Regions from separate parts of the Mus musculus genome. Here all the other regions are linked to region 5. Evidence: chromatin contacts called from public Hi-C, HiChIP or PLAC-seq and promoter capture Hi-C data. All regions are on one chromosome and are shown on one strand. Each heading gives the region's core, a stretch centred on a gene start, on an enhancer-like site or on the middle of the called end of the contact. The rest is flanking DNA. Distances are from core to core; before and after follow the strand shown.

Evidence for each region. Promoter capture Hi-C pulls out the DNA fragments that hold promoters and counts their contacts. Hi-C and Micro-C count contacts between places; a contact is called where the count stands out from the background. HiChIP or PLAC-seq counts read pairs in DNA pulled down with a chosen protein or histone mark.
Region 1: a promoter capture Hi-C map of embryonic stem cells shows a contact between it and region 5, with 2.9 times the contacts expected there. The contact joins the promoter of Gdnf here to the promoter of Rictor in region 5. A contact is called at or near these places in 6 of 39 promoter capture datasets (the 3T3-L1 cell line, 3T3-L1-derived adipocytes, cranial neural crest and 2 more), 2 of 484 Hi-C or Micro-C datasets (embryonic stem cells and uterus) and 1 of 115 datasets of contacts at active chromatin or transcription factors (extraembryonic endoderm stem cells).
Region 2: a contact with region 5 is called in a FOXA1 HiChIP or PLAC-seq map of pancreatic cancer cells. The contact joins the enhancer-like site here to the promoter of Rictor in region 5. A contact is called at or near these places in 9 of 39 promoter capture datasets (3T3-L1-derived adipocytes, the HPC-7 cell line, HPC-7-derived erythroid cells and 6 more), 2 of 484 Hi-C or Micro-C datasets (the HPC-7 cell line and pancreatic cancer cells) and 9 of 115 datasets of contacts at active chromatin or transcription factors (T-cell acute lymphoblastic leukemia, embryonic forebrain, embryonic stem cells and 4 more).
Region 3: a promoter capture Hi-C map of pre-B cells shows a contact between it and region 5, with 5 times the contacts expected there. The contact joins the promoter of Cplane1 here to the promoter of Rictor in region 5. A contact is called at or near these places in 7 of 39 promoter capture datasets (the 3T3-L1 cell line, 3T3-L1-derived adipocytes, the C10 cell line and 3 more), 1 of 484 Hi-C or Micro-C datasets (cardiomyocytes), 1 of 115 datasets of contacts at active chromatin or transcription factors (regulatory T cell precursor) and 1 of 9 other capture datasets (liver).
Region 4: a contact with region 5 is called in a Hi-C map of the N1E-115 cell line, with 6 times the contacts expected there. The contact joins the promoter of Nipbl here to the promoter of Rictor in region 5. A contact is called at or near these places in 5 of 39 promoter capture datasets (the 3T3-L1 cell line, hippocampal neurons, liver and 1 more), 2 of 484 Hi-C or Micro-C datasets (CD4 T cells and the N1E-115 cell line), 2 of 115 datasets of contacts at active chromatin or transcription factors (astrocytes and pancreatic cancer cells) and 2 of 9 other capture datasets (adipose tissue and liver).
Region 6: a promoter capture Hi-C map of liver shows a contact between it and region 5, with 7 times the contacts expected there. The contact joins the promoter of Wdr70 here to the promoter of Rictor in region 5. A contact is called at or near these places in 15 of 39 promoter capture datasets (the 3T3-L1 cell line, 3T3-L1-derived adipocytes, the HPC-7 cell line and 10 more), 2 of 484 Hi-C or Micro-C datasets (Sertoli cells and erythroblasts), 7 of 115 datasets of contacts at active chromatin or transcription factors (the 230-238 cell line, astrocytes, embryonic stem cells and 2 more) and 2 of 9 other capture datasets (liver and pancreatic islet).

What each region holds. Positions count from the first base shown.
Region 1 is chr15:7,812,534-7,817,706 of GRCm38.p6, reverse strand. It overlaps Gdnf (glial cell line derived neurotrophic factor), which reads right to left and starts at 2,157. Exons shown (of 2, transcript NM_001301357.1): 1 at 1,942-2,157. The coding sequence starts at 2,092.
Region 2 is chr15:5,204,178-5,208,978 of GRCm38.p6, reverse strand. Ttc33 (tetratricopeptide repeat domain 33) reads right to left here. Exons shown (of 5, transcript NM_026213.3): 3 at 529-610. Among named protein-coding and RNA genes, the nearest start is that of Ttc33, 21 kb to the right of the region's middle. Within about 2 kb of position 3,533, at least 10 of the 459 cell types and tissues checked have an H3K27ac peak or open chromatin away from gene starts, as enhancers often do. A contact at or near this core is called in pancreatic cancer cells, where this site is marked.
Region 3 is chr15:8,167,658-8,172,468 of GRCm38.p6, reverse strand. It overlaps Cplane1 (ciliogenesis and planar polarity effector 1), which reads right to left and starts at 3,363. Exons shown (of 53, transcript NM_001162906.1): 1 at 2,980-3,363; 2 at 2,075-2,163; 3 at 648-776. The coding sequence starts at 728. It also overlaps the pseudogene Gm46494.
Region 4 is chr15:8,441,696-8,446,201 of GRCm38.p6, reverse strand. It overlaps Nipbl (NIPBL cohesin loading factor), which reads left to right and starts at 1,739. Exons shown (of 47, transcript NM_027707.3): 1 at 1,739-2,077. It overlaps LOC102634078, which reads right to left. Exons shown (of 3, transcript XM_017316813.1): 2 at 2,238-2,487; 3 at 339-2,139. The coding sequence ends at 911.
Region 5 is chr15:6,705,209-6,710,204 of GRCm38.p6, reverse strand. Rictor (RPTOR independent companion of MTOR, complex 2) reads right to left here and starts at 1,824. Exons shown (of 38, transcript NM_030168.3): 1 at 1,754-1,824; 2 at 1,525-1,572. The coding sequence starts at 1,802.
Region 6 is chr15:8,096,778-8,101,217 of GRCm38.p6, reverse strand. It overlaps Wdr70 (WD repeat domain 70), which reads left to right and starts at 2,009. Exons shown (of 18, transcript NM_001081402.1): 1 at 2,009-2,099; 2 at 2,197-2,262. The coding sequence starts at 2,075.

The sequences.
Region 1 (5,173 bases), core at 908-3,407, 1.1 Mb before region 5:
CTTTGGGTAATTTCTCTGTCTAGGTTCTACTGGGTCTTTCCATAGACAAAGCAGAATTGGATGCATTCTGCTGTCCTGAACAAAATCGTAGTCAGAATCTTGTCCATAGATGCTTTAGTATCATTTGAGAAAGGGAGATGCAATCCTGCCCACTTCCCAGTGGGATCCAGGCAGTCAATGGGATTCAATACTATTTTGGTTGCTAAACGGCTGCTTAACCCACAGAAGCCTCAGGTTTTTCCTAGGGTGTTATCAAACTTTGGTGACTCAACCTTGGGAACAACACTAGACACACCTGGGAAACATCTAAAAGTCTGAACACCCAGGCTACACCTCAAACCCATTAAATTAGACTCCTGGCATGCAATCCAGTATCAACAACCTTTAGCATTCTTAGAAGACTCCACTCTCTTTTTATGAGTCTATTCTCCAAGGATGGTTAGGACAGGAGTATGGAGGCCAAGGAGCAATCCTGGTAGCTACTGGCACGTGGGAGAAGAAAGGCATTCCTTCCGTGGAGCTGTAAACTGTTCACACTGAGTTCTAAAGCCATTAACTTGGAAGAATTAGTGGGAAGCAAGCCCCGGTAGACAGGATACTAATATAGCAATTAAACCCCCATGAATTAATCAGAATGCAATCAAACAGTCAGAGTTCTCTCCACTGATACCTGAATTTGAGAACTATTATTATCTGCCACTCTGCCCCTGTCCCTTTGGTTTGCCCTTTTGCAATGGTTAAATGAAGACAACAACAGAGGGCATTTAGAATTTCAATCAGAGAAATATTTGTACGCCCTAAGCTTGGGATTGAAGTGAGGCTCTTTAAAGATGAGTTTAATTGACAGGTCTGGGTCTGAATTTCAAGGGACCAACTACGTTCCTTTTAAACCACAAATCACTCCCAAAATCCTTATAAAATTCTATCCCCCCCGCCCCTTTTTGACCCTTATACAAGAAGCCATTTTTGTTGTTGAAATGAAACACTTGCCACATTCTGCCTGTTTTCTTGTCCAGGGCCAAGGGTTTCTGTACGTCCTGGGCTGACTCAAGCTTTCCCTGGTGGTCATAACCACAGGGCACTTCAAATGCAAACCTTCAAAGCCACTCGTTCTAAGGGGTGAGGTGGGTGGCCGCTGAGTATTTTGAGATTGTATCAACTTTTCTGTTGCCACCTTTTAACCTAGATACTTTCATTTTCTCTGTAACTCCTTTCCTGTCTATCTGACTTTACCCGTATGGACTTCTGAGGACTGGAGGATAGGTTGTAATTGCTCGCTTCTAGAAGGCATTAGCTTTGGAGCAGTAAATCACAGACTTGTTTTAAGAGTACCCTGCGTTTGTTGTGGTTGTTGTTTTTGAGTTAGCACTGTGCATTCTGAACGTTTCTCCCTTTCAGTCCACTTTGCACTAGTCACCCTGGACTCTTCCTATAGCAGAACTCTTCTGAACAGAATTGACACTAGGCAGATGCTAGCTCTGGAAATGGAGGTCCTTCTGTGTTTTCTCTCTGGCTGGCCTTTCTCACAAAACTCCTTGCAAGTGCAGTTCAGGATGAAAATGCAAGAGGGTTTTAGCAAGGCACAGTAAAATAGCCTTAAAAGAAAGATCCTGCTGTGTATTCTTAGAGGGGCAGGGAAGTAAGGGGTTGGGGGCAATGTGTGTGTGCCCTGGTTGTGGTTGTGATGGTGGCGATAGTGGGATATTTGTTGATGAGAATGATAAAGGGACACTATTCCACATCCTCTGTATTTGCAAGGCGCCTGGAAACCCTTGGGCAGCGGCATGCAGCTGAGTACCCTTAAGGGCCTCCCAGCCCTTCCCACTTAGTGGAGAGGCGCACAACCTTCCCGGCTGGCCCGGGTGACTGCGTGCGTGCATGCTGCGGTAGGGTGCCCTGGGGTCCGCCGGATGATGCCCCCGGGGAGGGAACGGTTCTTACAGTCACTGGTCAGCGCGAAGGGCACGCGGCGGTGGCCGAGGGAGTGGTCTTCAGCGGGCGCTTCGAGAAGCCTCTTACCGGCGGGCAGCGGGAAGGCAGACGCGGTGTGGAGCAACACCAGGCAGACAGCCACGACATCCCATAACTTCATCTTAGAGTCCCGTCCGGCGGCGGCACCTGCGCGGGCGGGCAGCGGGGAAGAGAACCGCACCAGGCAAGTTAGGCTCAGACGCCCAGGACCCTGGTGCTGACTGCAGGGCAGCCTCTTCACCACTTCCCTGCCCCCCCCCCCAACCTGCTCCCAACTCACAGCCTCTCCGCCCGCACTGCTTTTGATCGGTGCTTCCCTAAGCACCCCGCCCTTGTTCTGGTTTACTGCCCGCCCATCTTCCTTCATCCCTGGTACACCCCAGGTGCAGCTCGCATTCCCAACGGGTGCACTGCTGACCACTCTTCGGTCCTCCAGCCTCCAACTTCCAGAGGTCAGATTATGGACATAAATTTATACCACAACTCCGGGCCCGTTGCTTCTACTGGCTCGCGCGACATCCCATATTCCCGGGGGGCGGGGGCGCACGGGGTAGCCCCCATCTGGCTACCTTTGCCCGGCCCTCGACAGACAGAGACCACCCTTCCCCTCCCCAGCAACTCCCATATGTGAGCTCTGGAAGCCATCCTTTCGCTGATGCAAACAACAGGCTTTTTACCTCTGGGACTAAAATCAAGCTCACCTATCTGTCCCAGGCTGGACCTTTCTTCTAACTAGGCAGGGTGTAGGCTCAGGCTTGGTGGAAACACTTGCCCTCCCTCTGTCTACCTTTTAAACATCCTGGCTAAGTGAAAGAAAAAAATGTCACCAGAACAAGTTCATGTGACTTTGCAGACTCTGGCCTGCATAAAAGTGCCAAGTTAAGTCACTTAACTTCGGAAGCATCGGTTTGGCTTAAAATACCAGTTCCACTTCTTAGGATCATTAACTCACGAACAAGTCCAGAAAGTGCCCAATAAATGTTTTACCACTGTTAGTAGGCGGCGACTGGATCTATCTTGACATTTAAAGCCCTCCGTGGTATACCCGAACACGCCCTTGATTTTAGTTTTGCAGCTTTGTGAAGTTTTGGTCCTAATTCTGTCCCTCTCAGCAGAGATGCTATCTTTCGGTTCCCCTAGCTACTCCAGGACCCAGGACCGTAGTAAGAGTCCTGAACACCGAGTCCTTTGGACTCTTAAGACCTCACATCTCTAGAAAGGAAGAAGGCCTTGCAGTCTGGGGTGAGCTTGCTAATAAAGAAGGCTATGTTCACTTGGCGAAAAGTCCCATCCAAAGAGACGGGGGAAGAGAGATTGAATCACTTCGGGTATGGTGGTACTCTGTCACTCACAAGTCCCGTTGTTCCAGCATGGGGAATTGGCTGGGGAGCATTCTCAAATCAGGTAAATCATGCATTTTGAGAAAACAGTCTTGACATTTTTAATGGGGGAGGGCAAATCAGTTTTCAGGTACACACACACACACACACACACACACACACACACACACCTCCCTGCACCTTTCCTATTAGTCTCCAGGCTTTTGCTTCTCTCTCCTTTCCGGGGTACATCCCTCCCGCCCCTCACAATCTCCACCCAGAATTCCAGTCTAGGTCCCTAGATAAGGCCACTAGGAAAGCATTTAATTCGGCTGCCACCTCCCACTGCTGCGGAGACGAATTCATTTTCCATCCCTTGGGCGTCTGTTTTCTCCGCAGCTGTTGGGTTCGGAGATTGGGAAGCGACGGAACCACACAGCTCCGGGGTTCCGGCTGCGCGGGCTGGCTCGAACACCCCAGAGGAGGGGGAAAAAAAAAGACTCCCCTGGCTCCCGCCCCTCACGCAGCAGTGCAGAGAGGCGCTTCGCGAGCGGGGAGCGGGGGGGGGGGGGGAAGGCAAGGCCTCCGGGGTGCTAGCTTTGCCAGCTCTCGGGTGCGTGCGAAATGGCTGGCAGTCCCGAGCGGCAGGGAGGCGCGGGGTTAAGGCGCGGTCCTGGATCGCCGTGCCGGTCGGCAGGAAGCGGCGGAGGCACCAGATTTCCCTTCCGCATTAAGAGGGTTTTCCTATTTATTTATTTATTTATTTATTTATCTATCTCAGTTTGGCTCACGGAAAGCTTTTAAAATTGGACATGGCGAGCCTCGATCAGAAGCGAGGCGACGCTGGCAAAGGAGGAAAACACTTGAAACATTCACTCTCTGCCTCGCCAAAGGAGACTCTCCATCTTATTGTAAGCGGGCAGCATCGGGCTTCCCGAAAGCACCCCGCCCCCAATCCCGAGGAGGTGCAGGAACACTCTTCTCTGAGAGACGCGGGACCCGCTCTTCGCTCCTCTCTGAGCCGCTCTTTAATTGGTGGCACTTGCTCCCCCCCAACACCCGGGTGGGGATGGGGTGTGCATCTCCCTGGATGCTCTTCCAAGGAGTCCATCTGGGCCCCGCCCCGCATCCCTACTTTTCTTTTTACCGATTTCTACCCTGAAGCGTTGGCCAGACCAGTTCCCGCCGCGCGTGGCCTTTGCTGCGCGTGCTTAAGGCACCGGCCCGCGCGGGGTACCAAGCTTTTACTCCGAGGTTGACTCTGCTAAGTGAACCCCATTCTCTCTCGGACTTGGAAAGCCGGTTCTACTCTGCATCTGGGATCAACTCATCCCAGCGGGGCAGAGGGATCGCTCTGTGCATTTGGGCACCAGGTGGGACCTAGGACGGGGGCTGAAGGATGCTCAGAAAAGCCGCGGTAGGGACTGCCAAATCGCCGCTCACCAATTCTGAGTTCCCGGCACCAGGGGGCACTAGAAACCGCTCGGGCCTTGTCTTCCCGCGGCGGGTAGGCTGGATTGTCATTTAAAAATATAAAACAGTAGAAGAACCAATGTTTCTACCACATATCCCCATACTAGTGCAGGGACCTATAGACGTCCTTATGTGAATCCTCACTTTTCGGGTTTCTATTCTTTGATTCTCTTTCCCCATATCCTGTCTCCTCATTTCACCTGAGGTGGTTGGCAACCTACTTTTAGACCCCCTAATCCTCTATCACCTAGAAAACTCTGCAGTGGGTGGCCGCTCCCTGCCACCAGTGCCCCCCCCCCCCCCGCACATTTTGGGGCTAGCAGGCTGGAAAGTTTGTCTGGGATTTGCTTTCAAGACCTGGTGGCCTGGGAGGAGAGTTTACTATAAATTCGGGTGTTTCCTGTAGGGTC
Region 2 (4,801 bases), core at 2,284-4,783, 1.5 Mb after region 5:
ATAATCAAGTAACATTAACTGGGCAATTTGTACAGGCGAGGCAACCTCAACCTCTTCCTCCTCCATAGTCCGGCTTAGGTCTGGGTTCCCTCAGCATCTTTGCTGAGTGACTAACGCATGCTTTAGTAGCAGCTCTGGGATGCTGAAGCAATAGACCCACAACATTCTTTTTAAGTATCTTCCAAAACACAATACATTTTCATTTTGAAAAAAACAAAAATAGTACTAGTAGACAACTGATTTATAAGCAATGTAGAAACTTTCCATCTATTTAAAAAATTAACTAGTAATTTTATCTATATGTTACATCTTCTTAGAGCTAGGTTGAAATAATAGTTGAGCTCACTGCAAAAGGAAATGCATTTCTAATTTTATACACAAAACAAAGCTATATACAATATGCTAAAAATGTTTAAAAACAATTGTATTAGAAAAGAGGAACAAAAGCAGACAAATTAGTTCATCTCTGCTCAGTGAACAACCACGGCATAATTACAAAGTAAAAATCATATTCCTTATCATTATTACCTGTGATTTCATCTCATAAAGGGTGGCATCACCTGGGGTTAGCTGTAGTGCTTCATCCCACTTCTGAATTGCCTCCTTGTATCTGCAGTTGTTAAAGTTACATTAATATCATATTTTAACTCTTCCAGAGTACATGTTAAATTTAAAAATCAGGAACTTGAAAATAATCCACTAAGAAACTTTTCTATTAAAGATTGCTAATAATGCTGTTTAAAAAGCATAGGTAAATTAAAGAAATTAAAGGAGAAAACAACAAAAGAGAATAGGGCAAAATATACATAAGAGATCTTACAAATTGCCTTCTAAGATTCTGGAGCCTGAGCTAGCACAATGGCTAAGGGGCAAATCCTAATGTTGGAGTCAATCCCTGGATGCCACCTAAAGGTTGAAGCAGAGAACTAACTCTATAGGCTTGTCCTCTGACCTCCACACACACCACAGCATTTATACAGTATTATTATTATTCTTTAAAAGCGATTTGTGGCCTGAGAAATCAAATGTCTTTCTTTTTGAATTAACTTCAATGATAGGATATGTACTCTAAAGGATTTGTCTTAAAAGCTTGCAATCCAGTTCCATGCCTAGGTTCTGCTATAGCAATCTACCTGGCAGAGATGGCAGTCGTCCTGACTAGTTTTATGACAAATTGGCACATCTAAATTCATCTGAGAGGAAACCCAAATTCAGAAAATGTCTCCATAAGGTCAGATTGTTAGCAGGAAAACCTGTAGTGCATTTTTTAAATTAGGGGTTGAGCCTGTTATGGATGGGACCACTGGACTGGCAGTCTTTCTCTACAAGTCGGCCCAGCAAGCCAGTGAGCAGTACTCTTGCATGGCCTCTCTACAGCTCTTGCCCCCAGGCTCCTGCCATGACTTCATTCAACGATGAGCAGTAATGAGAAGATGTGAGCAAAATAACCCCTTTCCTCTCCAACGGTTTTAGTCATGGGAAGGACAAATATCTATTTTTGCTCATAATACAAACACACGCCAAGCTTAAAAGATGGGTAAAATGCACCCAAAATAATAAGCAGATAACTTCTGGTAAGCTATGGTTTGAGTGTGTCATGTCCCTTAAAGGTATATGTATGGACACTTGGTCCAAATGGTGGCACTATTTGGAAAAGTTGCAGAACCTTTAAGAGGTAGTGACTCAGTGGGGAATGGATCACCGGGGTCTGACCTAAAAATTTTAAATACCAGCCCTGCTTCCTTCCTTCCCCTTTGTCCTGTTCCACCAGGGTGTGAGACATGAGAAATCCCAACAGCACACTCCTGCCAGGGTGGAACTATTGCCATTATGCCTTCTCTGCAATGATGGGCTGTATCCTGTCAGCCTGGGAGCTAAAATAAACTCTTCCTCCCTCAAGTGGCTTCTTGTCAAGTCTTTAGTCACAGCAACAAGACTAATAATCAATGCACACCCCCACCTTTTATTTTAAGATTGAGAGCCAGGTATTCAATTAATATCTTCAACTGTAGCCACAAGCAGCTAAACTACCTGAGTAACTGCACAATTGCCCTTAGCACACTTGCTGCAGTCTTCAGAGACTGTGCACCGTTTCCTGCTCTCTAGGCAATGTTAATGACTGCTCTTCTTTCCAGGTACTTGAGCACGTCTGCAGTCCCAGGGCTGTGAATCACTGACAATCTCTGTCATGTGCCATTGTGTACTATCTTCTCTTAAATCATTTCTTGTTGTTTTCAAGACCCTTCACTTTCTCAGTATGTGTTTTGTATGTACAATGCACAATACCTGGTAATAAACAACTGCTATTCATATTCTCTAATATAAATTATAATCATATAATACATATAATAGTGTGTGTGTGCGCGCGTGTGTGCATAGTGTACACTTGTGCTGATGTGTGTGTGCAGGCGTTAGGACAGCATCCTCCTTTATTGCTGTCGATGTTATTTCCTTGAGACAGGTCTTTTCTGAGCCTGAAAAATGCAGGTTTTGTAAGGGTAGTTGGCCAGTGAGCTCCTGGGATCCACTATCTCACAGTCAACAAAGCGGGGATCACAGGCACACATGTGCAGGTTTTAAATGAGTGCTGGAGATTTGGACAAAGGTCCTTACGCTTATTCAGCAAGAATTCTTATCAACTGAGTCATCTCCCCATCTAACTCACAAACTTTTTATTGCTATTTTAGAGTTCATTTCTTATACTTAGGAGAGCAAGTTTACTGTATCTTGTACAATCACCAGAAGTGAAACTCCATACATCCTGTTCTCACTGTCTCCCTTCAGCACACCAGAGGCAACTCAAGAGACTAACCTAAACCATCCAGGTTGTTATTTAGTCCAATTCTTTTTCTTTATACCACATGCATAATTGTGTGGGCCTTAAACATATTTCTCACTTTTCCATTGCACTTGGACACAGCAAAGAGATTTGTGAGTTATATGTTAGCAAACGCTAACAGTCACTGAGCAGACTGCAGTGCCAGTTACGTGACCTTCATTACTCTACTGGAACTGGACCCTCACCAGAACCCCAGGTGGCATTAGTCATTATCTCCACTTCATAAATAAGAGAGCTGAAGATTAAAGAAGCTACCTTCCCAAATATAGCTAATGCTGCAGCTACAAGGGTCGGGTAGGATTTGAAGGCACCAAGTGTAACATCAGAGCCTCATGCTAAGCCACACTTGGTCCTATTTCCTCACAAGGCATCCTTTTCAAAAGGCCATGTAAGTTTTTGTAAGTATACTCCATGATGCAGTCTTCAGAGGTTATACATGATATTCATGTATACACATGAAACTGCCTAGCGATCCACATCTCAGAACATGTCCACTACATTACAGAAAATATGCTGCATGTAAAGACCCGGACTCCGTAAAGCCAGGGGGTGGGGGTGGGGTGGCTCCATCAGGAAAGTGCTTGCTGCACAAGCCTGAGGGCGTGAGTGCAGTTCCTCTGCACACACATAAACCTCAAACACAGCACAAGCTTTTGAAATATCACCACTGTGGTGACAGACAGGAGGATCTCCCGGATGGACTGGCCAGCCAAGGTAAGTCTCATACCATCTTGACAAAGCACAAAGAGTGCATAGTGGGAGTGTGCTTTACGAAGTTTGCTTTTATACTCATTAAAGGCGTGGCGGTCAAACCACAGGTTTGTGTTTTGTTGGTTTTTTTTGGTTTTCCGATCAGAGTTTCTCCGTGGAGCCCTGGCTGTCTTGGAACTCACTCTGTAGACCAGGCTGGTCTGTGCTCAAAGCTTAACTACGAGTTAAATGTTCAATTAAAGGAAGGCGGTAACCTCTGATTCCAGCCAAATCATACAGAAATAAGTAAGCCTAGACCACTGTTAGAGCCTTTTGGGGCTTTGAGGGGCTTTTGCAACCAGTTCTTATACAATGTAGCCTTGGCTGGCCTGGAACTTACTACATAGGCCAGGGTAGCCTCAAAGTCCGATCCACCTGCCTCTGACTCCTGAGTGCTGAGATTACAGGAATGTACCACTGAGCCCAGCTCCTTCATAACCTGCAGCTCACAGAATTCCTCGATGAAAAGACATCTACCTGAGCACTGTTTAATTCTAGGTGAAAGGCTTCTAATAATGTGGGGACCGTGTGGCCACCTTCCCCCCTCATTACTCAGACTACCTCCTTATTCGTCTCAGCTGTTTGTCAGTATCGTTTTACCATGTTTTCTATTCTTGAGTTTCTTGCATGAAATACAATCCCATGCACCCCATTACCCTCCTGCAGCCCCCCTCACCCCCTAACAGGTTCCCTCCCAATTTTTCTTCCCTCCTCTTCTCCACAGCCCAGGAGGTCCAATCAGAGCTACCCATGTAAGCATGGTTGCTGGACTGCACAGGAGGGTGGGCAACCTGCCAGCTCTACCCCAACTTTATGACGCATCAGCACAATTCTGGGTTGTTCCCCAAGAAATCACAAACCTCGGTTTTTAAATGTATTGTACTTTTTATACACATATGAAACATTCCTCCATTCCTTTAGACCAAAAGATTCTCTCTATAGCATACTTGCTTAAAGACTGACTATTATACAGTTATAGGAGATATTATAGTTACTCAGTAGCACCTTTGTTGGTAGGTATTAGAAACTGGGTTTTAACCAGTCCTTTTTTCAAGTGAAGGAAGACCACAAGTTCTTTCACCCAGGCCATAGCTACCTGGAACAAAGAAAACTATGTAATCCAAACAAGCCAAGCCATTGTCTAGTTGACTCTGTATAACTTCTATGGCCTGGTCCAACCGGCATAAGCCTATCAGATTCCTCTTTGTGGAA
Region 3 (4,811 bases), core at 2,114-4,613, 1.5 Mb before region 5:
GGCTACTCTTCCAGAGGTCCTGAGTTCGATTCCCAGCAACCACATGGTGGCTCACAACCATCTGTAATAAAGTCTGGTGCTCTCTTCTGGCACATAAGCATGTATGTAGGCAGAATACTGTACATAATTAACAAATAAATAATTTTTAAAAAATAATTGTAAGGGGATTATGTAGGTTTCCCCACTCTAAGGTGTGAGTGCTATATCATATTTTGTGAATGGCACTCCTGGATTATTAATGCCTTATGGCCCACCTCTCCTATCCCAGCACTGAGGTTACTTTATAGCATACTCACAAAAGACACAATATTAGGAAACACTTCACTGTTTTGGTAGTGCAAGCATAAGAAATTCAACACTCCCTTGATATGAAGAAACTTGATATGATGAAAAAAAATTGAAAACAAAAGCTTTCACCTAGATAGATGCCTCAATTCTCTGTAAATGCTAACGTATACATTAAAACTGACACACCCACCTGCCATACCCATCCTCATTTTCTGAAGATGCTAACTTGTACATTGTAACTTTAACACACACACTCTGATGTTTTTTGAGGCCACAGACTATTCCTATATCTTACCAGGAAAAGCACATATTTAACATATATCAAACCTAACTTAGTATTTGAATAAAGGAAAACTCACTTGACCCAACCAGGATACTCTGGGCCAGGGTTTTTTCTGCTTGATACTTGTTGATGTCAAAACTTCTAATCTCATCTCCATGCTTGTTGAGATACCAATGACCAATCAAGCAAAGCCAGTCACAAGATCCTGTGAATAATAACAGCAATAACAAATAGCCTGAAATATTTACAAAGGATAGGTTTTCTCAACACTGACAAAATAACAGATGGAAACCACCTAAGTAAGGGAGGAAAGATTTGCTGTGGCTTCATTTCAGAAGGCCCAACTCTCAGTGGGCTGTTTGCACAGAATACCCTGCTGTAGGAGCACAGGGAAGAGCAGAGTCTTCGCCTCACAGGAGAAAGAAAGCAGAGGGAGTAGGGATAGTGGACCAGGATTAGCCTTCAAAGGTGCACCCCCAGTGACCTATGTTCTCAGACCAAACTCTTTAAGTTTCTAGAACCTCTCAAAACAGTATCACAAGCTGGAGACAGAATATTCAATCAAGATAATGAGCCTACGGGAGACATCTGAAAGTCAAATGGTAACACTGAACATGTTAATTTACAAGTTGGAGAACTTTTAATACATCTATAAAAATTCTTTTTTTAAAAAAAATTTATTTATTTTTATTTTATGTGAATTGGTGTCTTTCCTGCATGTATGTCTGTGTGAGGCTGTTGGATCTCCTGGAGCTGGAGTTACAGTTGTGAGCTGCCATGTGGGTTCTGGGAATTGAACCCACGTCTTCTCGAAGAACAGCCAGTTCTCATAACTGCTGAGCCATCTTCTTCAGCCCCAACAACTCTCTTTTTAAAAGGTAAGAAATTGCATTCTGTATTTCATCCACATCCTGAACAGAGGCAAAATGTATTTGCTTTCTTAATACGCTACTTCTCAGACAGTGGCCATAAACATAGTTTCATATGATCTGCATTTCTCAGTGTAGCTGACTATATTTTAGTAAAGAACGGCAAATTCCCTAGCCTCCTGCTCTGCCGATTCCCTTGACGTTAAGGTAGACTGTGGGATTACTCTGGCCAAGAGAGTACAATGGAAGGGACACTATGAATTTCCAAGGCTAAATCACAAAAGGGGAGAAAAATCCCTGGAGTAACCATTTATGAAACTCCTCTCACCAAGTAAAGCAAACGACCGTCAGCCCACACAGCTGTGAGCAAGTCCAAACTAGCTCACCTGAAGAAGCCTCCACAGTCCTGTTGCTACTGCACATGAAGTTGCAGCTACTCCAGAGGCTGAGGCAGGAAGACCAAATTCAAGGCTTCTCTGCCCAGACCTGAATTTATGGCCAGCCCGACCCTGCCTCAAAATGAAAAGAGCTGCCATACCACTGTTTTGGCACGTGAGGTGGGGGGGGGACATTTTTTTCAACTCAGGTTCTTCCCAAATGATTCTGGTTTGTGATAAATGGACATGAAACTAACCAACCAGTGTCAGCGAAGAATCAGAAGCTCAGGTGTTCCAAATGAAGGATGATTTAACCACACAAGGCGGCCAAATGAAGCATTTTATTCTGCATCAAAAAACAAAACAAAAATGCTATATTATTCAATGCCAAGTTTCCTAAATTTGATGACTACTCATGTAAAATAGCATTACCAGAAATATGCATTATTCTGAGTATGACAAGTGAATATAAGACTATTTAATATACGCAATCATCTTCAAATCAAAAGCTATTTCTAGGTAGTTTAATAATTCCTAAATACTATACATATGCACATGTAAAGAGAAAAATAAGGTACAGCAAAACATAAGGAACTGGTTAATCTAAAATACATATTTAATTACATTATGCAACTTTAAATGCAAAATTGATAAAAGGCAACAGGAGAAAACCCAGCACGACTGAGTTAATCATCGTTAGATTCTACTGGTGACAGCAACTTGTTAGTTTTGGTTTTGAGGGATTAATTGTATTATGTTTTTTGTCTAATGAGTCCTTCTAGATGTGAAAGACACTTAAAGATTTATGCAAAGGATTTGTTTGGGAAAAGATAGACATATTTTTTTTTTCAAGTAAAGCATAAAAGATAGAAAGACAGCAAACCCACTTCAAGATTTCAGTACGGTGCGCTACAGAATCACGTACAACCTCCCGTCACTTAGAATTCTAACAATCACCTCTCTCCTGGGATGCAGCAAACACCATTTTCTGACGCATACTGCAAAGCCTCTCAAAACACTGATGCTACTGGATAGACCAAGCACTACACAACAGACACTGCAGATGGAAGAACTGATTTTTAAAAAAAATCCGCTCCATGGCGCAAAAATATATGTATGACAGGAGTAATCTGCCCAGTCTACGGGAACCGGGGAAAGGTACCTTTATTTCAAACAAATCGGAGCATACAATTTCAAGAAAATCGCTGACGTCCCGGGCGGGGTTTGTGCTACGGAGGATGCTAGGAACCCGCGTCCATCCCTCACTGCTCTGCCGTCCGCTGGGGTCTCCTCAGAGGTTTCCTCGTGGCTGTGGCCGCAGAGTCCTGCCCGGAGGTCCCCTGTGGAGGTGTGAGGGGCCACGGCGGGGAGGGGACGCCTGCGACCCAAAGAAGGACCTGGGCGGGACGGCGGGCGGCCGCGAGGAAAACGGAAGTCCCCACAGCTAGCCCGGAGACCCTGGGAGGCGGGGGGCACGGGGACCGAGCCCCTGGGGAAGGTCCCAAGGCCGCCACCTCCCACCGAGGACCGCAGAGGCTGCGAAGCCGCTGAGCCCTGGAGGAGGCCGCGCCCGCCACCCCAGAGCCGTGTCCAGGCGACGCGTGGGCGGGGCCGCCCCACTGCGCATGCTCCATGCCGCTCCGTGGGCGGGCACCTGACGGATCCCCGCCCGCCCCGCCTCCTCGGCGTAGCCAGCTTTGCGCCGGGGTTCTGGGAGAGCGCTGCAAGCCTGCCAGAGTGGGTTACCTCCACCGAGTCTGTCCTGCCCTCCTGCTCTCTCCTCAGCTCGGTAGTCCTTTCTCTCTCCATCCATCCCTGGCTTCCCCTCGTGCAAGACTTTTGAGTTTCCGAGCTCTCCGTGGAGCTTGGCATGAGAATGCCTTAAGAACCAACATTTAGATCTGCGCTGTTAAGAGCAGTTGTTGCCTTTGTGGAGGACCCGATTTCAGAGTCCCAGCACCTACGACATAACCCTGAGTAACTCCAGTTCCAGGGCATCTGACACTCTTTTGTGGCTTCTGTGGGCACCAGCTACAAAGGTGGTGCACATACATACACGTAGGCAAAACACTCATAAAATAACAAGTTAAAAAACAACAACAACGGGCTGGTGAGATGGCTCAGCGGTTAAGAGCACCGACTGCTCTTCCAAAGGTCCTGAGTTCAAATCCCTGCAACCACATGGTAGCTCACAACCATCCATAACAAAAATCTGATGCTCTCTTCTGGAGTGTCTGAAGACAACAGTGCACACACATATAATAGATAAATAAACAAACAAACAAACAAAAACCAACAACAACAACAACAAAAACTTGCCGGGCAGTGGTGGCACGCCTTTAATCCCAGCACTTGGGAGGCAGAGGCAGGCGGATTTCTGAGTTCGAGGCCAGCCTGGTCTACAGAGTGAGTTCCAGGACAGCCAGGGCTACACAGAGAAACCCTGTCTCAAAAAACCAAAAAAAAAAAAAAAAAGTCTCTAGCCAAAACTTCAGCTAAAATTAGACAATAAATCGTGTTGGTCATGGAATTCTTCACATGTCATGAAGGATTTATCACAATTGGTTATCGATCAAATTAACTCATAAAAAGAATACTCGTCTTTTACCTGCTCAAACAAGGAGCAAAAGTTCAACCTTAACTCATCTGTGCACTTTGCACAATCCACACAGGTATCTTACAGTACTAAACTGTTGGTTGTAAGATTCACGTATTGCTGAATGTGCAGCTCTGACAAGGTTCATCCGCATGGACGCTGAAATGAGCTGCTGCTCCAGCCCCCTCCCTTCTGATGCTGTCTCCAGAGACTTGCTTCTAGAGCAGCTTCAGGAATAGCCCCAGGTTCCAGACGGATTAGGTTCATCCAGCCTTTCAGACAGCTCCAGTCAGAACCTGTCAAGCCCTGAGCCTTCTACGTATACAACGACTGGGTAACAGATGCTAGTGCTAGCTTTCTTAAGCCTAACCACTTCTTCCACTTTCCCTCCTCCTCCC
Region 4 (4,506 bases), core at 490-2,989, 1.7 Mb before region 5:
AACAGAAGTGCTGGAGGCACCAGGGTGACATGGGGCAAAACCCTGATGACGAGGGCGCCGCCAAGTCCCAGGGGCACTCTGGGGAAGGGGACGGCAGAAGCATGGCGAGGCTTAGTTCTATTTGCACGGATATCAAGCCCGGACCTTTTCCCCCACTTGCAGGACTCCTTGGGCCGAAGTCACCGCCCTGACTTACTCCCTCTGGTCGCGATAGTCATCTAGTGTCAGGAGTGCAGAAATGACAAAATCTTTAACACCTCACCCCCAGTGACTTCTAAAGCAAAAGAATAACCTGTAGGCGAGCTGTCCTATACATCAGTGCATAGACAAGCAAACGATTAACGCTGACAACTTATTTTATTTAAAAAAATATAATATGGTTCCTCCTGAGTAAAATGTGCTTACCTACTGGCACTTTTTACCTGAAGAATTAGCCCCCTTACAATTTATACAAAAACAAACAAACAAACAAGCAAGCAAACAGAAAACTGTGTGGCGATGAAATGCCCTCCGGTTTTACAGTAAGACACTACCATCGGGTACGGTACTGTATTCGTATTCACATTTTGTACTCCAGCCTTGTCCAGAGCCTCTGAGTTTTCAACATACAGAGGAAAACGATGTTTTGAAGTGCGCCGGTGCCGGGGCTCCGGTGCCCGGCGTCAGGATGGCCTGGGCTCCACCCACACCTAGATCGCAGCGCCAGAGCGACCGGCTCCTTGCTTGCACAGCGTCGCCTACAGGCCTTATCCCGACTACCAGGGAGGCAATCAAAACCACCGCCAAAAAGGAAAAAAAAAAAAAAAAAAAAAAAAAAAAGAGGCAAGTCCAGCAGCCCTCTCGTATTTCCAGAAATTAATGCACCACCACCACCACGATCACGATTCCAACTCAGCCAGGCTGGGAGTCTTCACCTCCGAGGACTGTGTTCTTCGCAGAAAATAACCCAGACAGACATAGGATCCGGCCGCTCCCGGGACGATCCATCCATCACGGCTGCGGGAACAGCGTTTGAAAGGTCGGCATCCAACCCGCCGGCAGCGGGAGCTCGGCTTCCCCCCGGGGCCCGGGGCCGGCCAGTCAGGGAGAGCAGCGCGGCCTCGGCTGGCCGCCTTCTCCGGGATTGAGGGTGGGGGGCTATGAGGCCCGGAGCGCCTGAGAAGAGGGAGATCCCGGCCTCACGCCACCACAGCGGACCAGCGCCCGGCTGCTGTCGCCTCGAGGGGGACCAAAAGGAAAAAAAAAAAAAAAAAATCAAGCCGGTCACCCGAGCAACGGCGTAGACGCCGTCTTGCAGAAGCGACCCCACGGGCAGCATCCACGGCCGTCCGTTGCACAGGACAAGGGCACGGAGCAGAACCGCCGCTGCTGCTCCCGCTGCCTCCGCCGCTGTCGCCGCCGCCGCCGCGCCTCCGGAGCCCGCGGGAGCCGGCGCGCTGAGGCAGAGCTGCGAGCCCGAGTGGCGGCGGCGGCGGTGGCGGCGGCGGAAGTGGAGTAGGGAAGAGGGGGTGGTTGTTAGTGTTTGGCGCCGGCGGAGGGAGTCATTCCTGCAGCTGCACTTCCGGTCGGCATTTTGTTCTGAGAGGGAGAGACGGAACGAGAGAGAGAGACACACACACACATACACACACACATACACACACACACACACACATACACACACACACACACACACACTGGGCTCCTTCCCCCCCGCCCGCCCTCCCGTCCCTCCCTCCCTCCGTCGGTACCGACTCACCCGACACCAGCAAAGCCGCCAGGGAGGGACGCCCCCGCCGCCAGGAGGATTGGTTCCCGGGCCCGCGGCGATGCCCCCCCGGTAGCTCGGGGCCCCCGGCCGGGTGTTTGTGTGAGTGTTTCTATGTGGGAGAAGGAGGAGGAGGACGAAGAAGAAGCCGCGATTTGTCTTCTCGGCTGCTCTCCCCCCGGCTCTACATGTTCCCCGCACTGAGGAGACGGAAGAGGAGCCGTAGCCACCCCCCCTCCCGGCCCGGATTATAGTCTCGCTCTCTCGCTCTCTCTCTCTTGCCACCGCGGCCTCGGCCTCCGCTTCGGATTCAGACGCCGATTCGCCCAGGTAAATTCCTGCTCTTTTATTTCGGCGGCGGCGGTGGCGGCGGTGGCGCCGGCGCCAGGTCCCTCAGCGTTTCTCCTCCTCGCTCCCCTCCCCGCCGTTTCCTCAGCGGCCCCGGGTCTCTTCCACGGGGCGAGTCGAGAGAGTGAGTTCGCTCGCTCGCTCCTCTCCGGCGGCAGCCACCCTGGGTGGCGGCGGCGGCGGCGGTGGCGGCGGGGTTCGTAGCCTCTCCCGGCCGGCTTCGGTGACGGGGAACCGGGCTCCCTGCCGGGCGGCCGGGGAGGCGTAGGCCCGGCGGAGAGTGCAGGCCGCGGGCCAGCGGAATCTACTTGAGCTCGGGGATTAGGAGAGCTCCGGGCTGAGCGGAGCGACTGCTGGTCGGTGACAGGCCTCGCCCGGGAGAGGAGCCGTAGCTAGTGAGGAGGCGGAAACAATACAACTATCAGCAAATGTGCCCCGATCGTCCCCCATATTTACAACTTTCCCGGTCCGGGAGTGGGGAACGTCCCAGTGAAACAAACAACCCCCCTTCTTCCCCCTGTGACCCCATGAAGGGAGGAAGTAGTTTCAGTTAGTGAAACAAATGTAAATACTCAGACACGGCTACAGTGGTAATTCTCTGCCAAACTTGTTTGGACGTTTTGGAAAGTTAATAAAGACTGGTTTCCTTTGTAAAAGGATCAAACCGTCCACATGTATATTTAATCTAGAAAACCCTAGCGTTGTGCACACTGCACATCCCCGCCCAGGAGCTTTTATGTTGTTTGACAGAGTGTGTTGCACATGGACTTTTTATTCAAAGACCAAGTAGAAAGAACTTGACAGGTTTACTCCGACACTTTGTATTTGTATCTGTTATGTAAGGATAATTTTAAATGACTACATAAAACTCTCTGGATACTTTTTAGCCTAAACGGGTGCAAGAATACAAAGAATTCTAAGTGTTTTTGAGCGTACATGGAGATAAGGATGAAACCTATTTTCTTTCAAAGGATAGAAGTTAAGTTGCACTTAGAATCTTTGGGAGGTTTAAAACACACATACATATACACACATAGAAGGTGCCATCCTTTCTTGTCAGGGCAGATCTTAGTGAGTCCCAGGATTGTCATTGGCTGTTTGTACCATGATGTTTGACTGTGTAATGAGCGAGGTGTCATTTTAATAGGTCAAATGTATCTGTAGATGCTGGAGAAAAATACCAGTTCTGTATCTTACCAAGTTCTAGTTCACGAGTAAGTTAGATGTTGGGAGCTTGTTTCTCGCGGCTTTGGCAATGGAAGTTGGTGTAAGACGGAAATACCTTTTTAAAAGTCCTCAGACTTTAAAAATTGCACAGAAAAAGAAATGTCCCGTTTGATACTTTGTTTCATATTCGCTGAGGGAGAACTCATTTGTTAAAAGGTAGCAACACTACTCAAGGCGGCCCCTCGTAATGGTAGTGGTTAAAATAGCCCTTTAAATATTCTGGGTCTTAAGTTTTTGTCACTGTAGAATAACTTTTTTGCGGGTTATTTTTGAGTTTAGCATGCTGCTTACAAAAAATTGCTCCACCTTTCCTGAAAACGTATGGATAAATGTTAAAAAGAGTGAAGTTAATATAGCTGTCACGTACTAGGCATGTTTTTAATGCTATAAATCCGTGTAGTAGTCAGTAGCGTGTCCGTGATTTGTATTGGTCGGGGAGCAGTTTGAATTTTAAAAAGCCTGAAGGTCCTGCTGAGCCCCAATCCCGGCCTCCCTCCCTCCCACTAATCTCCCATTCCTGTCTTTGTGCTGCCTGCTCCTGTTAGACTCTGTTTGCTACGGGGCCTCAGGCCTACGGGGGTGAAGGCGGTGTGTGTGTGTGGGGGGGGGAGTATGCCAGGAGGGAATGCTGAAGTGAGGAAGACTTCCCGTCTTGAGAAAGCAGTTTGGGGGAGGGGGGGCGTGTAAAAGGTTGGGTAAAGGTGTCATTAAAAAAATGTTTTAAAGGCTCTGTGATTATCGTTTCAACTTTTATCTGAACTGTATGTCAAGAGATGAATTTATTTCCATGAAAGATAATGGGAAAAGAGTTCTTGCTTAGTTTTCATAAACAGAAGCAACTTTTATAAGTTACAAGGAGTCTTATGCAAACCTGTGAATCAGCCTAGTAGATATTAGTATATGTGATCAACGCATTTTTTTAAGTCTTTGGAATTAGGTTACAGTTAGCCCTTTCCTCTCTTTATTATCTGAGTTCTACATATTTTGTAATTTGTAAATAATGTTCAGTTAGTGATGCTTTTCATAAGATAGTGTAAACAGTTCTTTAAAGTAACTTGAAAATGTTTCTGTTTGGCTCAGTTTAATTTAAATAGCTTGTTTTTAAAAGAGAAAACTCAGTCCTTGAACTTTCTGGGCAATTTAGTTGAGAGAACAATTTATGTTTCATGAAGGATTATGGGTAG
Region 5 (4,996 bases), core at 575-3,074:
TATCTTCACACAGTTTCTCCGTTACCAATTAAATCAGTGGCGAACTACATGGTTAGAAAAGCACGATGCAAAATCTCAGGTCTGAATTATGATACTCAGAACCGCTGTCTGGAAAACCTACTTTGTATACATTTTTCAGGTATATATTAAGTTTACAAATTTGAAAAAAAAAAACAACTAAAGCTTGACCTTTTTTCTATAGTGTTTCTGAAAGCTGGTTAATGGTAAGAGTGTTCCAGATCACTGATGTAGTCGCCATCTCTAGGACTGACACACCACTGCACTGGATCTTTAAAGAGGTTCCCCTTTGAAAGGGCTCCTTTACTCAAAACAGCTTCCTAAACTATCAGAACCAAATGCTAAACAACAAACACGTGTTCATGAAACTAAATCAAAACTAGTCTTTCAGTCTACACAGAAGGATTCTTACAATACAAAAACCGAAACAGAACTGAATTACGCAGTCAATACAGAGATGGGTCCCCCAAATCCCACATCCACCAAATAACTTTATACGACGGTCACTACATACAGGGTGGGTGGGGGAACCAAATTCATGTCGTATATACAATGTTTACGACTGTTCTTGTCTTGTTTTAACGTCCTAAGGTGTTTCACGGATCTCAAAAAGTGATTCCGTAACAGCAGAACTAGTTAAGTTACACTCCACTCCAGCGCTGTGGAGTCGGACCGTCCGGAATCTGTAGACCCAACTCCTGTTTAAGGAGGCAGAGAACGGACTGATGCTTCGGCGAGATACTGGGAGATGAAACACCAGCCCGGGGGCCGGTGACCGAAGCAAGAAAATACCGATCGTTCGCCGGGTGCGGTTCTTAAAAACAAAACACACGCGGGGCTCGCCCTGCTGGGAAAGGTGTAAACAAACCCAGCTCTCCTCCACTGCAGCCACAAGGTACACAATGAAGCGGCGGCCGAGTGAGGGGGCGGGCGGTCTCCAGCCAACTACAGCCCCAGCGGGCCCGGGAGACGGGAAGCGAGCAGCAGGGAGCTGCGGCGTGAACCAGACACTTAGCAGTCATCACGGGCTCTCCGGGTTCTCAAAAAGCTGCGGGGACCCCCCCCACCCCACCCAAGAGGATCCCACGGGCAGGGAAGAGCAGTCCCGCAGTGAGCAAGAAGCCGGCAGGGTCCAGCATCTGCTCTTGGGGGGAACGGGGAGGGCAGGATGTGGTCGCTCTTCCCACAAACATCCTCCAGCAACCTAAATAACAACCTCTACCTTGCTCCCCCACCCACCCCGTCCAAGGCCGCCCCCGGGATCCGGAGGTGGGGGGACCCGGGAGCGGACGGAGGGGGGACACACACGCGACCGAGCCGGCCGGGGAGCTCCGCAGCCGCCCGAGGCCCCGGAGCGGGCTCAGCCCCCCGGGCAACCCGGGCCACCCGGGCGCGGGGCAGGGGGATGGGCGCGGGCTCGGCCCCTCGCTGCCCCGCGCGGCTCGCCTGCCAGCCCGCCCGCCCGGCTGCCCGCGCCTCCCCGGCGGCCGCGGCGGCCCGCGTTACCTCGGGTCAGATCGAGCGGGACGTTCTCCTCGCCGCTGTCATTCCGCCCTGTGCGAGACAAGACACACAACCCCAGTTAGAATCCATCGCAGGCCGGCGGCGCCCGACGCCCCGCTCGTCTTCCCCGTCCAACCTCACCCCACCCCATCCCCAGGCCCGGAGCAAAGCCGAGCGCCGCGACCCGTGACCCGCACCGGGTGAGGCGAGCGAGGGCGGCGAGCGGGCTTACCTCGTATTCGGAGGTTCTTCAGAGAGCGGCCGCGGCCGATCGCCGCCATATTGACGGGTTTCAGTCACAACACCGGAAACCTCGCCCGATCGCGCGAGAACCCCCTTCCCCTCCCCGCGCGCCGTTCCCGCCCCCTCCGCCCCCCTCCCGCGGCAGCGCCCCCGCCCCTCGGCACGGAGGCTCGCCCGCGGGCGCCGAGCAACGCGCCGCCGCCTGTGCCGACCCGCATTGGGCGGTGGGATGCGACCCCCGGCGGGGGGACACGGGCAGGGCGTCGGGGCGCAGGCGTGGTGGGAGGCGCAGTTCCCACGGGGGGGGGGGGCGCCCATTGATGTGGCCCGGGACTCTGGGCGCGCGCGCGGCGGAGGTCGGGATGCGGGCGGGCCACCTGCTGGCCCGCCCCGCCGCACTCCCCGCGTGGCTTTAAAGCCCGTTTCCTTACTCATCGGCTAAAATTGTTACCATTATTTTTATTATTATTATTAAAAGAGAGGGTGGGGTCCGGGAAAAAGGCGCGCGGCGCACAGTTAGGAATGTCGCTTTGATCCTTTTCCCAGAACCGCGGCGCCCCGAGTGAACACGTAACAAAGTTTGTTTTCCACCCACGCTCTGACCATTGAGCTAAGCGGCTTCGCGCTTGATCACAGGCAAAGCCGCTCGCCGCCGCCGCCGAGAGCTGGGCGGCAGGGCGGAGGTTTGCTTTCGGTCCGCCGGGCATCCGACGTGCAAGGAGTGCAGAAAGCGGGCGTGCAGGGCGCTCGCCCGAGCGCGGGACTCTTTCCCCGGCGCGCGCCAGCGCCTGGAGGCCCGGGACAGGGTTTCCTCTCCCGGAGCCCGGGGAGGAGGCTGGGCGCCTCGTCCTGGCTTTCTGTTACTCCTACATCACTGGCTGATGCCGATGTCGAGGATCGATGTTTTTAATGCGGACTAGTCACAAGGATTAGTTTACGGGTTTCTAGAAGCGGGTTAGTACGCACTCATTTGGCCCTTAACCCAGCAACTCTCTTAAGCTAGATTACTTTAATGAGAGGATATTTTGTCTCCTCCTATTCCTCACCTCTCTCTTCCAGACTTAAAAGTCCAAAGTGGAGATCTTGCCTTAACCACTTAGTTTTTAGTACAGACGTCAAAAACGAGTATCTGTTAGTGTAAACCTTCAGCTCCTTTTGTTCTAATAATGTTCTAAATAATAATAATGTTCTCACTAAAAAAAAAAAAAAAAAAGCAAACCAAAACCTCTCTAAAATCAAAAAGAAAAATAAAAAAATATTAGAAAGACTCTCCGTGTTAATAATAGTGAGCAATTGTAGACTTGAAAGCCCAAAGGTAGAAATTATGCAAATGTAATTTAAAATGACTTTGTTGATCCAGTATATTAACAGAGTGGTATTAAGTAAGCAATTACAGATTTCCTTTACTCATAAATGCTTGAAATACATATAAAATTCAAATGGTTCATTATAAAATACTTTTACAAGCATTATATAAGGAAAAAAATCCAAGATGTGTATCTGAATGTAAACTACTATTCCCCTTTCAATTGTGGGATCATGCCTGCATATTTTCTTCTTGCTTGGTCACCTACAACCAATAGTTGTGGTTGGACTTTTAACCAATAGTCGATCTATGACAGTTGTAGAAGCAACAAAAGTTTTTAAAAGAAAAATAAAGAAACACCAGGAAAATAAACTTGAATTGCTGCTCTCTTGGGGTACTACCCCATATCTCAGGATGAAGTCTGCATTCTGGCATCTGCTGCCCTGTTGCACTTAGCTTTAAGGATCTAACACAATTACAGTGCTTTAAAGAAATATTCCCTGACACTATCAGCACAAGCCTTGATAAACAACAAAATTGCTTCCTTTTTATATAGCTTCCAAGTCTCTATGGAAGTTATTTATTCTATTTCCTGCCTTAGATGAAGACCACAAAGCTGGAGGTCTGGCCAGAACATGAAAAAGTTTATCTTTCATCCCTCCACACATCACAATCACTAAAAACAAAATAAATTAGTAGAAATCTGTCCATAAAATGCTAGCAGATTGTCAAATGGTCCTTCTGGTGCTAATGTCCATCCTCGCCTGTTTTAAGTCATTTCCTAGCCTGATGTAAGTTCCTTTAAGTTCCAGGCTTTCTTTAAAGTGAGTACAATTGACTGACTTTAAGTTAGTAGAGGAACTTGCGAGTCTTTCATCTTCATAACTGTGTGTCCTTATTTGAAGACCACTATTTATTTATTCCATCTCTTCCAGGAGGGGGAAAACACACATCATTTTCAATCTAGCCATCATTGTTTGTTTTCTTCCGTTTCTATTTCAGGGAATTGGGTTCTCCACATTTGCTCTTAAAGTGGGTGGCTTTCTGACCAAAAGAACAAAAGACACTCATCTAGGGATGAGGACTTTAGACATAATAAACATTGTACAGTATGCAAAGTTATGCTTGAGTTTTAAATGATGTCAATCATAATTGGCCCCAGAACACAAGATACTTATTAAGAAAAACATAAATAAAAAGCCTGGTTATTTTCTGTGATGTGATGTGTGTTACAAATCTCCCTTGAGACCCGTCCTCCCCTCATTTGTTTTCGCCTGCCCAGAAGACTTGCTTCTCTAATTTGATTGTGGCTCTAACCTAGCCACTGTGGATATGACTTCCTCTTCTTAGTTCTCATTTCCCAGTCAGCTTTCAGTTACTGTGTCAATGAATCTTTTTTTTCTAATACTAGTCATTGATAAAAAAAAAGTTACGTGAGAGGGAGTCCAAGAGCACACCTCTGACTGACAGCTCAGTTGGCTTTGCAGATGCCATGACTTCAGTGCTGGTCGCCAGCTGCTTCAATCCCCCGTCCTGCTACACACAGTTGATAATCCTGAAACTGTATTTTATCAGTTCGAGGCACAGCTGTAATGTTGAACAGAAACAAAAGCCTCCTTGCCAAAGTCTTGGTTCCCTTTAGTCTATCTGCCTTGCTACATAGGCCAAATGGAGATAAAACAAACTGAAAACCACAAGGTTCGGGGAGACCTTCTCTTGGTAACTTGTCTTTGTCATCAAGCCACACATTTACTACCTAGATAAAGGCCATTAAAATGACAGACGATGGAGTCAGTGAGACCGATGATACCACCCTTCTCCCACTGGAATGTGAAGTTCCATCTTTGATCACATCAAAACAAAGTTAGATTTAAGGAGGATTTAAGCACTTTGAGGATTTCTTTACATTTTGTTCTGTCCAAAAAT
Region 6 (4,440 bases), core at 760-3,259, 1.4 Mb before region 5:
ATCTTAGATTATTTGCCAAAGAGTCTTGATCATATGGGCACTCTTAAACAGTCTGCAGATTGCACTGGGAATCATTGATTGAGTGGCTTCCTGTTTTGATTAATGAATAAATTCATTTTCTTCAAGAGAAATAAAAATCTTCCATTACACTTTACAGTTATGTTTATGAAGTTGTTTCACGCATACTCAACAGAAATAGTTTAATGTGGAAGCTGCATTGTTGTCATCATTGATTGATAGCAGAGTGTCTTTTTAAAATGATGTTTATGGTGATAAATACCAATTCTAATGGGGTGATGGAATAGCTATTTTTTTTTCATTTTCTCTAGTGCTTTTCAGTTTAAAGTTTAATATATCATGAATCTCAAAATTTCTTCTCCTTGACAATTGAGGAGCTGAAACTATTACTTATGAGCTTAAAGGTTATGGATACATAATATCATTCATAAAGTTCTACTCCAGTATCTAATGGCTGCTTATTTATGCTCAGAAAAGAAATATTAGCACCAATAATAACATATTTGAGAGTAGGCAAAATAAATTAGCCTTACTGGTTGAAGTTCAGGGTAATTTGTCACTAGTAATCTCTTGAGGCAAACCCAAACTTCCTTGCTACAAATTATATACATCTTGTGCATAGGAAAAGTAACTTGCCTTCACAACCATTTCTTCTTATTAATTCATTTAATAACCACTCAAGAGTGCCTGCCCAGCCATTATATTATGAAGACAGACTAGGGTATCACATGGTAGGTGGGCCTTATTTAGTTGGAGGCCTACAAAGTTCTACAGATGCTTTCAAAAGCAGGAGAGATTTAATTTGATAGTTGGAGATGAGCTGGTTGGATCAATGACTTGGTGAAGAGTTAAAGCATTCAGGACTATGTGTTCTGAGGCCGCTCCCTGCACTAAATGGGAATGTTGAAAATGACAAGATTGGAATAGAAAGGTTTTGGAAGTCAGGCTAACCTTTTATTAAATTTGTATTTTTTTGTGGTGGAGATCCAATACAGACCCTTAGCCTTGTCTATGCTAAGCAACCACAGATCTACAGCTTCTTTGTACTAATAAATTTTTCTTTTACTCTAAGGACAATGGAAGCATTAGATAATCATTATCAATGAACCATAGACAGAGACAGGAGTCTAATATTGGGGCTCAGGAGTAATTTTATCAAAGAATTTTCATTCTTGAGTGGACTACAAGGCTCAGTAGGAAATTGTCTTTTCTGCTAAGCTTGTGACTTGAGGTCCACCCCCAGAACCACATAGTAGAAGAATAGGTCTGCAGGTTGCACAGTAAGGCATGTTTATACCACGTCCACAATCATTGAGTGCATGTGAAAATGAAGTATTTTCACTTGGCTTGGTAGCACACATCTTTAAAAGCTTGGGAGGCAGAGGAATCTAGATGGGTCTCTGAGTTCTGGGCCAGGCATGGATTACAAAATGAGAGACTCTGACAAAAGAAAAATTCAACCAAGTATTTGTTTTAGACTTTAAAAGTATATTAAATGATGTGTCATTAAGAATAGGAACAGAGTTGTAAAGAAACTAAAATAAATTGGAAACACAGTAGTTATGTAACATGTAACATTTGGAACCCTTAGTAAACAAGGCTAGCCTAGAGAGTGGAGACTGAGGGCAAGCGCTTTAAACATTCCTAACAACTCTTCAGTTTTCTGGCATCTTTATAACTAGATAGTGGTTTCTTCAAGCATACTGAGAAGATGGGCAGCAGTGGAAGTTTCATCATGTACGTCAAGTACATTACGAATATAGATAAAAGTAGCATGCAAATAACAAGATTCTGTTGATTTCCTTAGAAACGTGCCAGGACTTTGCTTGAGAACGCATCTGAAACCACCGAAAGGTTTTAGGGAACTCCCAAACTAGACCTCCTCGTGGCTTGTCAGCGCATTCCCTCCGCACCGCTAGGGGGCGAGAGTCCGAAAGCCTGCCTACCCACGCAGCCGGGCCGCTCTTGGCGACGCGGTCTCGGTGACGACACTTCCGTCGGGCTTGCCGGGAGTCGCGCGCTGCTGCATCCACGGAGGCGGTGGGCTCGGGCAGTCATGGAGCACTCGGGAACCAGCGAAGGTGGGTGTGGGTTAGGCGGGCCAGCCGGGGTGGAGGGCCGTGCTGGGCACTGGAGCGCCGGGCTGACGGCCGGTCTGTCCTTTGTTTCTTGCTCCAGTGACAGGCGCAGACACGGCGGGACCCGACCCTCAGCTGGCGGTCACCATGGGCTTCACAGGATTCGGTGAGTGACTGCCCGGGGCAGAGCCCAGCCCGACTTCGCCCGGGGCTTGCGAGTAAAGGGTAGGAGAGCTGCCACTTTTGACCGGCGCCTTCCGCCGTGCCAAATCCGAATCGGTCCCATTTAAACTGTTGAGACCAGTTCAGGTGACAGTTGGAAACCTTGACGGAAAGGGATTACTATGGTGACCCAGTCTGAGAAAGACATTTAGTGGCGACCATTAAATAACATTTTGGTGGATATAGCGTTTCTTCCTCTTCAGTCTTAATGTATACCCTGGTCTTGTCACATTATTAGGTGATTTAAAAGAAAAAACAGTCTCAAAAGACATAATCATCTGTTAATAGTATCAGTGCTAGAAAAATCAAATGGAAATTGACCTGTAATTTGTTTTGGGAACAAATGTCTCTCTGATGTACCTAGTTCTCATTCATTCATTGTTTCATTTATTCATCTACTTAGCTTCTTCTAGGTAATTAGTCGATAAAAGGGTAGTTACAGTATTTACTTTTTTTCTTTCTTTTCTCCCTTCTTTTCTTCTTTTTCCTTCCCTCTTCCACCTCCTCTTTTCCTCTTCTTCCTATTCATTCTCCTCTTTTGTTTGTTTGTTTGTTTTTTGTTTTTTTCTAGACAGGTTTTGTGTGTGTGTGTGTGTGTGTGTGTGTGTTTGTGTAACAGTCCTGGCTGTCCTGGATATCACCCTGTAGACCAGGCTGGCATCGAACCCGTAAAGATCTGCTTGCTTCGGTCTCCCGGTTGCCTGGATTAAAGGCTTGAGCTACCACCACCCGGTGGATTTATTTTTTTAAAAGATAAATGTATATATAGTTATATTTCTGAGCGGTTGTTTTGCCTCTATGTCTGTGCACCATTTGCCTGCAGTACCTATGGGGGCCAGAAGAGGTCACTGGGTCCCATGGAACTAGAGTTACAGATGGTTGTGAGCCACCTTGTGGGCCCTGGGAACTAAACATGTCCTTTGCAAGAGCAACAAGTGTTCTTAACTTGTGAATCATCTCTCCAACTCCTGTTTTTGACTTCAGAAAATTAGGAGAATCACGAAGAAAAGGAAGTCAAATCTGTTTTTTTTTTTTTTTAGATCTCCTGGTGCATATTAAAATTTAATATCATATTTATGAGTAAACATTGCTTTTTAAGACAGTATTTTGCGATTTTCATGTATTATATTCTTCCAAAACATGATTTTTTTTTTGAGACAGGGTTTCTCTGTATAGCCCTGGCCGTCTTGGAACTCACTTTGTAGACTAGGCTGGCCTCGAACTCAGAAATCCTCCTGTCTCTGCCTCCCAAGTGCTGGGATTAAAGGCATGCGCCACCATGCCCGGCCTCCAAAACATGATTTAATTTTTGGTAGTAGGAGGACTCAACAGGGCTTCCTGCATGCTAACTACCTGTCCCATTACTAAGCTGCACTGTTAGAACTTGATTTATTTTAGTGTCCAGAGATCTTGTATCACTTAAATTTTATTTTTTGTTTGTTGAGAGAGTTATTAAAAACTTTAATAACTTGATACAAGAATCTAATTGAGTGGCTGAGGCAGGTTTCAAGTTTGAAGCTAGCCTGGACTATGTAGTTAGACTGTCTTTACTTATTTTTTGTTATTTATTTTTATTTCTTAGTTAAAACAGGACCTGACACAGCTCAGGCTTGCCTTAGACTTTGTATGTAAGCTGAGGATGACCGTGTGCTTCTGACCCTTTTTCCTCTTAGCTCCTTGGTTCTGGGATTTTACCGTGTAGTATGCACCTGGTTAGATACTGTCTTTTTGTTGCTATTTAGAAAAAAACTAAAAAATTGGAAAACAAACAAAAACCCATGGATACCTTATTCAAGAGTAGGAGGGATGGATAGTCTGTGATTATGTTAGTAGGTGGAATTTTTTTCTTTTTTTTAGCTCTCATGTATATTTATCATAGCTCATTAATAGACCAATTAAAAGATAACCTTATTTGTTTGTTTGTTTTGTTTTGCTTGAGACAGGGTTTCTCTGTGTAGCCCTGGCTGTCCTGGAAGTGCTCTGTAGACCAGGCTGGCCTGGAACTCAAGTGCTCTGGGATCAAAGTGTGCCACCACACCACCACCTGGCTTTCATACTGTGTGTTTAAGATATTTTGTAATATTTTGTTTCTTCTTTGATAGTTTCATTCATATCTACAGTG